2 separate regions of the Anas platyrhynchos genome follow, and region 2 is linked to region 1. The links are chromatin contacts, called in public Hi-C maps. All regions are on one chromosome and are shown on one strand. The core of a region is the stretch at or near the end of the contact, and the rest is flanking DNA. Distances in the headings are between cores, read along the strand shown. Region 1 holds the start of ANKHD1 (ankyrin repeat and KH domain containing 1). Region 2 has its middle 14 kb from the start of CYSTM1.

Region 1 (4,293 bases), core at 523-3,022:
TTCACAAGTTTTAGCTCCATGATCACTAGGTTTTGAGTTTAGGTCTACGCCCTGCTGTTACCACAAGTTTTAACTTTGGTCAGGCAGCCATATGGTGCAAAAGTGGGTCTGCATCAGGTTAATCACTTTTTAATTCAGACCTGGCAGTTCAGACTTTGGGGGTGACTGGGTGAAAGAGAATAATCAACGGGAGGCAGAAAATTTAGACATAGAAGGACAATTGTAGGCTTTCTTCCTACTATTTTCTCAGAATAAATGTGGACATGTACTAAAGTAACCATTCCTGCTCCCCCCCTCCAATGGCACGTTTCATACTGGCTACCATCTTCCTCCTCCTGCAGAAGCATATGGGAGTGCAAAGCTTTGGATCTGCAACAAGCTTCCAAGCGCTTCCACTCTCTCCTGACATCCACTAAAACTATATTAAGGGCTGTGCTCGTGGCTGGCATCCTTAATTCTTCTTTCTAAAGGAGGTGACTGAGAACATTGGTTCCCCCTTTGGTGTAATAAGTGGGCAGCTGGGACAGATCAGAGCCTTCTCTCCCCGTGCTACACAAAGCAGCACCAGGTACAATTTTACCTGCCCAACGAAGCCCCGTTTGGGTCGGGATACGGCTCCGGCCCCTCTCCCACCCCCTTCCCTTAAAACTCCCCGCAGGTCTGGCAGCTCAAAGCCCCCTCCATTCCCCTCCACCATTCCTTTAGGAGAGAGGCCGCCGGGCAGCGACGATTTCTATCCCCCCAACCCCATCCGTGGGGGGAACGAGCAGATTCATTTCCCTCCCCCCCGAGCCTCGGGCAGCGGGCTTGGAGCCTCCACTTTGTTCTCCCAGGTACGGAGACGGCTTCGCCTCCCCCCCCACCCCCCCCCCTGCAGCGGAAGCCACTCCCCGAGGTCAGGAGGCAGCAGCACGGCGCACACCTTCCCCCGCCGCGCCGGGCCGGGCCGGGAGGCAGCGGAGGAGAGCCCGGAGGGGAGCCTGGAGACACCCAGGGGGCGATCAGCCGAGCCCCTTCCCCCCCCACCTCCCCCCCACACCCCTCGGGCCAGGCCCGGGCCCTCCTCGCTCATCCTGGGGAAGGCCCCGGCCGCTCGGCCCCGCAGCGCTGCGGCCTCTCCCGCCCACGGCGAGGCCCCGGGGCGGCGCGGGAGGAGGGGGCGTGGTGCTGGGCCGCGACCCCCGCGCTGCAGGCCGGGCCCCGGCTCACCTCGGACACCTCGTCCTCGTCGCTGCCGGAGCCGCCTCCACCTCCTCCTCCACCACCTCCACCTCCACCGCCGCCGCTTCCACCGCCCCCGCTGCGCAGCACGGCGGCCGCCAGCTTGAAGTCGAGGGCGGCCTCAGGCGCTCCGGGGCCTCCCGGCCCGCCGGGCCCGGCCTCCCCGAAGAGGCGCACGGCCCTCAGCCCCAGCGGGGACGGCCCGGCCGCGGCGGGCGGCTCTGAGGCAGAGGCTGAGGCTGAGGCAGCGGCGGCGGCAACGACGACGGCGGCGGCGGAGGAAGAAGAAGAAGAAGAAGGAGGAGGAGGAGGAGGAGGAGGAGGGGGGGGTGGGGGAGGAGGAGGAGGCGCGCGGGGGGCGACCGAATCGAGCTCCTCGTCGCCGAGGGGGGCGGCGGTGCCGTCCGTGAGCATGGCGCTGATCCGGGGCCGCCGCCGCTCGCCGAGCCCAGGCGTCTCCGTCCCTCACGGCACCGCAGCAGCGCCACTAACTTCTCACACCCTACCCGGCCGCGCCGCCGCACCGCCCACCCCCCCCGCGCCCATTGGTGGAGGGAGGGAGGGAGCCGCTCGCTATTGGCCCGCGCGGCTGTCGCTCAGCGCCGCGTCACGCGCTCCCAGCATGCTGCCTTGAGAGCACACGCCGAGGCGGTTGGGAGAGCGCCGCCCCGCCCCACTTCCCTCGGCTCGCTTCCTGAACGAGCCGCGGGGGGATTGGCTCGCCGGCGCGTCGATCAAGAGCCCTGCCGGAGATTCGCGGGACGATTGGCTAAGCCGCCCGTCGATCAACGGTGAGACGAGAAGCGCGGGCTCTGATTGGGCGCTGGCGCTGTCGCTCACAGCGCACGGCGTCTGGCGCCGCCTGATTGGCTCCTGCCTCGGCCTAAGACCCCTCCCCCCTTCGGCTCCCCGTGAAGGTCTCCGTCACCGCCAAAGCCTGGCCCGCGCCCGCCGATTGGACGAAGCCGCTGCCCGTCAAGGCGCGCGGGCCTCCCCCTGGAGTCCCACCCCCCGCACGCAGCGCGGGCCGCGATTGGCTGAGCGGGCTGTCACTCCTCCCTCCCGCCCCTCCCCCCCAGGCGTCGCCCCCTGAGGCAGCAGTCGGGAGGCTGTGGTGGGGGGAGAAGGAGGGGGGGCGCGCGGGGCCCTTTATTAAGACGAATGCAAATTACCCCTAATTATCTCCGCCACCCCGCCCGGAGCGGTGCCGCGGGGCTCCCCGCAGCCTCAGCCGGGGCTGCACCTGGTGGCGGTGGGGGATGAGGGGATTGAGGGGGCACAGGGCGGGCAGCGCCCCCACAGCCCGGCTGCATCGAGATGAGGGGGAAAGGAGAGAAGCTCTGGGGGCACCCCTGAAGCAGGGGCTCGGCCATCCCAGGAGCTGCGGGCAGTGAATATGTGTGGGGTGGCTGCTGGTCCTGTGGCACCCCCTGGCTCTGAGTCCCTCGGTTCAGCCCTTGTGCTGCCACAGGCCGTGCTGGCGCTGCTGTGATGCGCCCATGGGGGGTGAATCCCCCTCAGCACACCTGGCTTGGGAGGGTGGAGTGTGAGGAGAGGTTTGGGTCCGGTTGTAATGCAATAAGTGCCATCAGGTCGGGTGTCTCTGGTGAGCTGCAGATGAGCAGTGAGGGTGGTCCCAGGTCCGTGCTCCTCTGCCCCTCGCCTTGCCCCGTGTCCCAGCTGCGAGCCTAGTTAACGGAGATGTTGATCTCTGGTCCTTGGCGATGCATCAGCTCAGACTGGAGGGAGAAGGGAGGGAGGGCTGAGGCTGGCGGAGCCAGGAGAGCCAACCCTGGCTGCTGCCAGCAGCCTGACCCAGCGGCTGGCCCAGGCTGCCACGTGAAGCACTGAGCATCGCCATGGCATGGCGTGAGCTGAGCCCATGGCCTGGCTTTACTGCGGTCCCTGCTCCTGTGCTGCTTCCCAGACGCAAGCACTCATGGCTTTGGTACAGTTTCAGCTGGGCTCGACGCTTTGCACTGAGGCTGTTGGCTCTCCATGCTGCTGCCCTGAGCTGCACGCCCAGGCCAGGCTCAGCCTCAGCACCAACACACCCATGGGGACAACAACAGAAGAGCACAGCTCCCAGAACATCACCCACCTCCTCGGTGTCGCTTTCCTCCTCCTCATGCTTCCGGGGCAGTTTCCCCTCTGCCTCCTTCCTGCCTGGTTCAGGCATGATGCTGTCCAGCCAGCTCAGGTCATGCAGGGAGAAGATGCACTCCAGCCCCTTCCGGATCCCCACCAGGGCTAGCAGCTGGGGCCAGGGCAAAGTGCAGGTCAGCAGGGCACAGCGCTCAGGGCTGGGGCACCGCGTGGCACTGCCCACGTGGATGCAGGTCAGGGTAGGTGCGTGGCTTTGCTCTGGTCGCCGGCAGTGCTGTCCGGCTACCGGCTGTGTCTTACCATTACCGGGAAGATAATGGCAGCCACCGTGGACTTGAGGACCCAGAGCACAGCCAAGCACAGGACCTGGATGGCTGTGAAGAGGTGCACGCGTCGCAGGGGCACGTGGCGGAGGTAGAGGAGGTCGGGCTGGTGCTTGGCTGGCATCAGGAACAACCGTACCCGATCTGTGAACTGCAGCGAGAGGACAGCAGGCTCCTCACGTACACGGCGCAGGGAAGGGGCACCAGGCATTGTAGGCACCTCCAGCTTCCCAGCAGCTGCCACCCTCCTCCCTGTCGTGAGCACTTGCCAGCTAGCCCAGAGGGGTGCCAGGAGTTGCCCCTGTGGCTGCTCACTGGGTCTGTGAGAGGTGAATTTGTCTGAGCAGGGCTGCCAGGCCAGGCACAACATCGCTCCAAACCAGGGAAGCTCTTCCCAGGGAAGCATTTAGAAACAACTCGAGCTTGTCCAAAGTGCAACCAAGAAATGATAACCCCTTGACTTCCCGGCCTGAGCCCACAGCACCTACCTGCAATTATGTTCTCATCATGAGCTGGATGACTCTTCCCTTCTTGCAGGAAACTGTTCCTGCATTTAATGATTTAATGCAGCACAGCCCTCCCCACCCCCGGGTTCCCCAAGCAAAGGGAGGAGGGAGGATTCCCAGCTTATCCAGAACAGGGG
Region 2 (4,293 bases), core at 714-3,213, 100 kb after region 1:
GCAGAGCACAGGAGGAGGATCACCTCGCTGGTCATGCTGACTCTACCATTTTGTGGTCACTACCCAAGACATCTCCCTACCACCACAGCTCTCACCAGTCCTTCTCAGGCTCATCTCTATTGAGCCTCATTTTATCCCCATCCCCCTTTGTACCTTGTTTAAAGCCCTCTCAGTGAGCCCTGTCAGCTCCCAGGCTAGGATCCTTTTCACCGTTTGAGACAGGTGGGACCCATCTGCAGCCATCAGGCCAAGTGCTGAGTAAACCGCTCCTATTTGGGGGGTATCACCCTGGTGCCTTTTTCGCAGGCATGGCAGGGAGCTGCTCCACCAGCCTAACTCCTGCTTACACTCCCTGATGCTCCTTAATCTCTCCACCTCCTCCTGGAGCTCTGCCACCAGGCTGATCAGATCACCCACCTGCTCACACCTCATGCAGGTGCTCTCTCTGCTACCCTCCGTTGGCAGCAACAGGCTCAGGCACTCCCTGCAGCCAGAGACCTGAGCAGACGCATTTTGGGGCGGGCAGGCAGTGTGGGTTGCCACTGTCTTTGTGGCAAGAGCTTTCTGCCTGGTGGAGACCACGGCTGGATTTGCTGTCTGGGAGGCAGCCGGGAGGTGAGATGGCCTCCTGGGTGGGGAGGGAAACCTTTTCCTGCAGCAGTGAATGGCTGGGGTTGGGGAAACCTTTGGGACCCCATACAAAAGAGAAGAATAGGGACAGGTTGAGATGGGAATGGGAATGAGGATGAGGATGGGTTAGGGATGGAATGAAATAGGAATGTGTTGGAATGGGGTGGAAACAGGATGGGGTGGGATGGGATGAGGATGGCGTGTGGGTGAGATGGGATAGGGATGGTGATTGGGGTGGAATTGAGATGGGGAAGGGAATACAGATGAGATAAAGATGGGGAGAGGAAGGGAATGGGGTGGGAAAAGGTCAGCTCTCATTCAGAGAAGGACATGTTCAGACGGGAGCTCACGCTAGCTCAGCTACATTGTGTACAAGCAGCCTTGGAAAGCACTGAATGCCTGTCTCTTCTCTTGTTATTATCCCAGGGGGCTGTGGTGCTCAGCTAGCTGACTGCATACCAGGAGGTTTTAATTTTACATTTATTTTCCTAATGGCTTGGGTGGCCTGAAAACTTGAGCAGTGAATTGTGACTGCTGGAGATTGGGTGAAAAACCACACAATGGCTGTGCACTGCAGTGTGGCACCAGGGATGAGTCACCAAAACTGCAATTAAGGAGGAAAATAACAGTGGCTTTACCAGCTTCTTTCCAGGAGCATTGCATTTTTCCTGAACTGCAGTGTTTCAGGCTTGTTTATGGAACAGTGCCTCATGTCAAACAATGCATAGAAATGGATGAAGGGATAGCTGATATAAAACAGTTTAACAGTTAAAGAAGGAAATAAAAACAATATCCATTTTTACTCAGACAGCACAGGTGCTTTAGGAGGCACCTGTGGGGATAAGCAGAGGAAACTGTAGCAAAATACAGGGGCTAGAGACAGTGGAGCTGTGCCTGGACATGAAGCCCAAGGTGACACAGGTGACCTTGGCAGAAAGGGCACACGAGGAAGGAGTCCCAGGGAGCGACAGGAGTCCCACAGGTGTCTCCTCCTCAGCTGTGTGAGTCTCAGCATCTTGCTGGAGAGAACCTCTGCAGAGCGCAGTGAGAAAGACAAAAGTATTACCTGTGTGAATCACAGTGTGGCAGGGAGACCAGAAAAGCAAGAATCAACCTTTTGTGTTCCAGTAGCTTTATTTTAGCCTTGCAGAAAGGCATGTACTGCTTTGCCATGAGCAGAGGTGTAAAGCACTACACAAAGAAGCTCTGTTGAGAAAGGGCACATTTATAATTTTATGGCCTCGTGCTACTACCAGGTTTCAGTGTGTCCCAGGGACAAGGCTGAACGCAGCTCTCCAGAATTCCAGTCCATATGGTGCCAGGCAGACTTCTGACCTCCACAGTTGCTGTCACCTCTTTAGCAAGCTGCCCTAGCACTGAGCGGACAGGCCAGCAGCTCCCCACGGGGAATGTGCAGGGCTTGGACATGGGATTATGCATCCCTTCATCTGGCTTGGCTTCACTTAAAGAGCAGCAACTGCACAAGAGGCTCTATGAAATCCAGGGCTCTGGGCATTCAAGTCATCACCTCTACCCCACGTGAGAGACATGACTCTGGCATCCACACAAGGGTCAGGGCAGAGGAAAGCTGCTCCTCACCTAGCCCCAGGAAGGCACCAGCCAGCTCTTGTCTGTGGATGCTGAGTAATTCCTCTCTTCTTGGAAGTGTGTTCCATTACTGAAAGGGTTGTTAGGCATTGGAATGGGCTGCCCAGGGAAGTGGTGGAGTCACCATCCCTGGAGGTCTTTATAAGATGTTTAGATGTAGAGCTCAGTGATATGGTTTAGTGGAGGACTGGTTAGTGTTAGGTCAGAGGTTGGACTGGGTGATCTTGGAGGTCTCTTCCAACCTAGATGATTCTGTGATTCTGTGAAATAATTTTAACTAAGTACACATGAGATGGTCCAAACTAGAGATCAGACAGCGGCTGCTGCCATTGCTTGCTTACCGTGATCACTCTCCTGAAATGCCTCTGTCCCCAAGGTGACAGGACACAATGCCACAAGGGAGCTATCAGCACAAGTGCCATTCTCCTGTGTCCTGATGCTCAGAGAAGCATCACGCAAGCAGTTTGCTGCAGCCTCCAGGGACAGACTTCCCAGCTCCTTCTGTCCCCAGGAAATCCTGGCAGGAGACTGCTGGGATGCTGGCATTTCTCCTCTGCTTTTCCCTCCTTTTCTGGGGACTGGCTCCTCCTGGCACAGCACGTCTGATACCACCATGCTTACACCCCTGATGGCAACTGCAGCAGCGTGTCCATGGCCGTGCTTGGTGTCAGTGATGTGATGTTGTCCAGTTACTCAGTCCTTCCTGTGCCAGTCCTTTCTGGACCACTTGGTGCTCGCCATCACCGCAGACACTGTTCTGGTGGTGACATCCAGCAGCAGCTTTAAGCCCAGTGGGGAAAGCTCCCCACTGCCAGTTTATAAATCAGGATGGTTATTCCCAAACACTTGGTTCCATCCCTTTGGAAGCTCACTTCTCCAGGTTTCTGGGGGATGGTGACAGTGCCCTGCCCTTTAATACAAGCTGCTGCCTGGTCAGGCTGTCCCCAGCCCATTCCCTGTCTGACTACAGCTGTAGCACATGGTCCCCAGCCCTGTGGCTTTGGGCAGTGGTGGGAACAACCATGACAATCAATCTGAGGGGAATGAGCCTGGCTCATCTCACAGTGGAAAAACCGCAGGGCAAGCTGTGAAATGGGGCGTCAGTGCAGCCCTTCACAGCAATGTGCAAATTCTGGCTAATCAGACCAACCTCAGTCTGCTTCATTACAACTTGTCCTCATCCTTGGATCCCAGGAACACCCTCCACAACAGCACTTTCTAGCTTTGACTGCAGGGCAGAGCTTGCTTTTTTTTAGGCGCACATCCCCGTTTATCAGGACCCCAGTGAAGTCCAGTTTTGAACGCCTCCTTCAAAGAGAACTAGAGCCGAGCTGGGGAGCAGCAGGCACAGGCTTCAGGATAGGACCGAGCGAGAAGCAGAGGAAAGATGCTTGGTCTCTTTGGATTAATTGACACGAGGGAAGTTGACTCAGTCTCAGTCAGCATGAGGTGAGGTGTCTGAAAACAGCAGTCTTCAGGCTCCAGGAGAAGATGTGGAGGGTGCAGCCCTAGCTAGGCAGGTTTGGACAAGAAATACACTGTCTGGATGCTGGAGCTTGATGGAGGTGGTGTTGGAATCTCAGATGCCTCAGCCTAGAGGACAGGCCAGGGTTATACAGAGACCATGGGCTTTACAGCCCCAATGGGATGGAGGAGGGTATAAAGCAAGCTCCCAACCCTGGACATCTGGATAAGAGACCTCCAAGATCGCCTCTTCACAGGATCACAGAATGGCTTGGATAGGAAGGGACCTTAAAGGTCACCTAACTGCACCCCTGCCATAGACAAGAATGCCACTCACTAGATCAGGTTGGCCAAGGCCCCATCCAGCCTGGCTTCTGCAAGGACCCGATTGGAAGATTCTGTGGCTTTGCACAGAAATGGCAGGGCAAGCTTTGGAAAGGCTAGGACAGGGTAGGCTGACTGAGCAGACACTCCTGTGCCTCCATCCAGAGGCTGCAGTCAGATGAACTGCAAGAGATTCCTTGCTAAGACATGATGACTGTACTGGAAGCAAGACAGTCTCAGAGAACTCTCTTTGCTGATCTTGGTGCT

Evidence for each region. A called contact is a pair of places that touch in the nucleus more often than the background predicts.
Region 2: a contact with region 1 is called in a Hi-C map of liver, with 4 times the contacts expected there. The contact joins the enhancer-like site here to the promoter of ANKHD1 in region 1. A contact is called at or near these places in 3 of 8 Hi-C or Micro-C datasets (liver, skeletal muscle and subcutaneous adipose tissue).

What each region holds. Positions count from the first base shown.
Region 1 is chr14:11,597,246-11,601,538 of IASCAAS_PekinDuck_T2T, forward strand. It overlaps ANKHD1 (ankyrin repeat and KH domain containing 1), which reads right to left and starts at 1,773. Exons shown (of 37, transcript XM_072023238.1): 1 at 1,210-1,773. The coding sequence starts at 1,635. It overlaps SLC4A9 (solute carrier family 4 member 9), which reads right to left. Exons shown (of 21, transcript XM_038186248.2): 19 at 3,628-3,801; 20 at 3,323-3,478; 21 at 1,949-2,960. The coding sequence ends at 2,910.
Region 2 is chr14:11,697,603-11,701,895 of IASCAAS_PekinDuck_T2T, forward strand. No RefSeq gene overlaps it. Among named protein-coding and RNA genes, the nearest start is that of CYSTM1, 14 kb to the left of the region's middle. Within about 2 kb of position 1,964, at least 1 of the 8 cell types and tissues checked has an H3K27ac peak or open chromatin away from gene starts, as enhancers often do.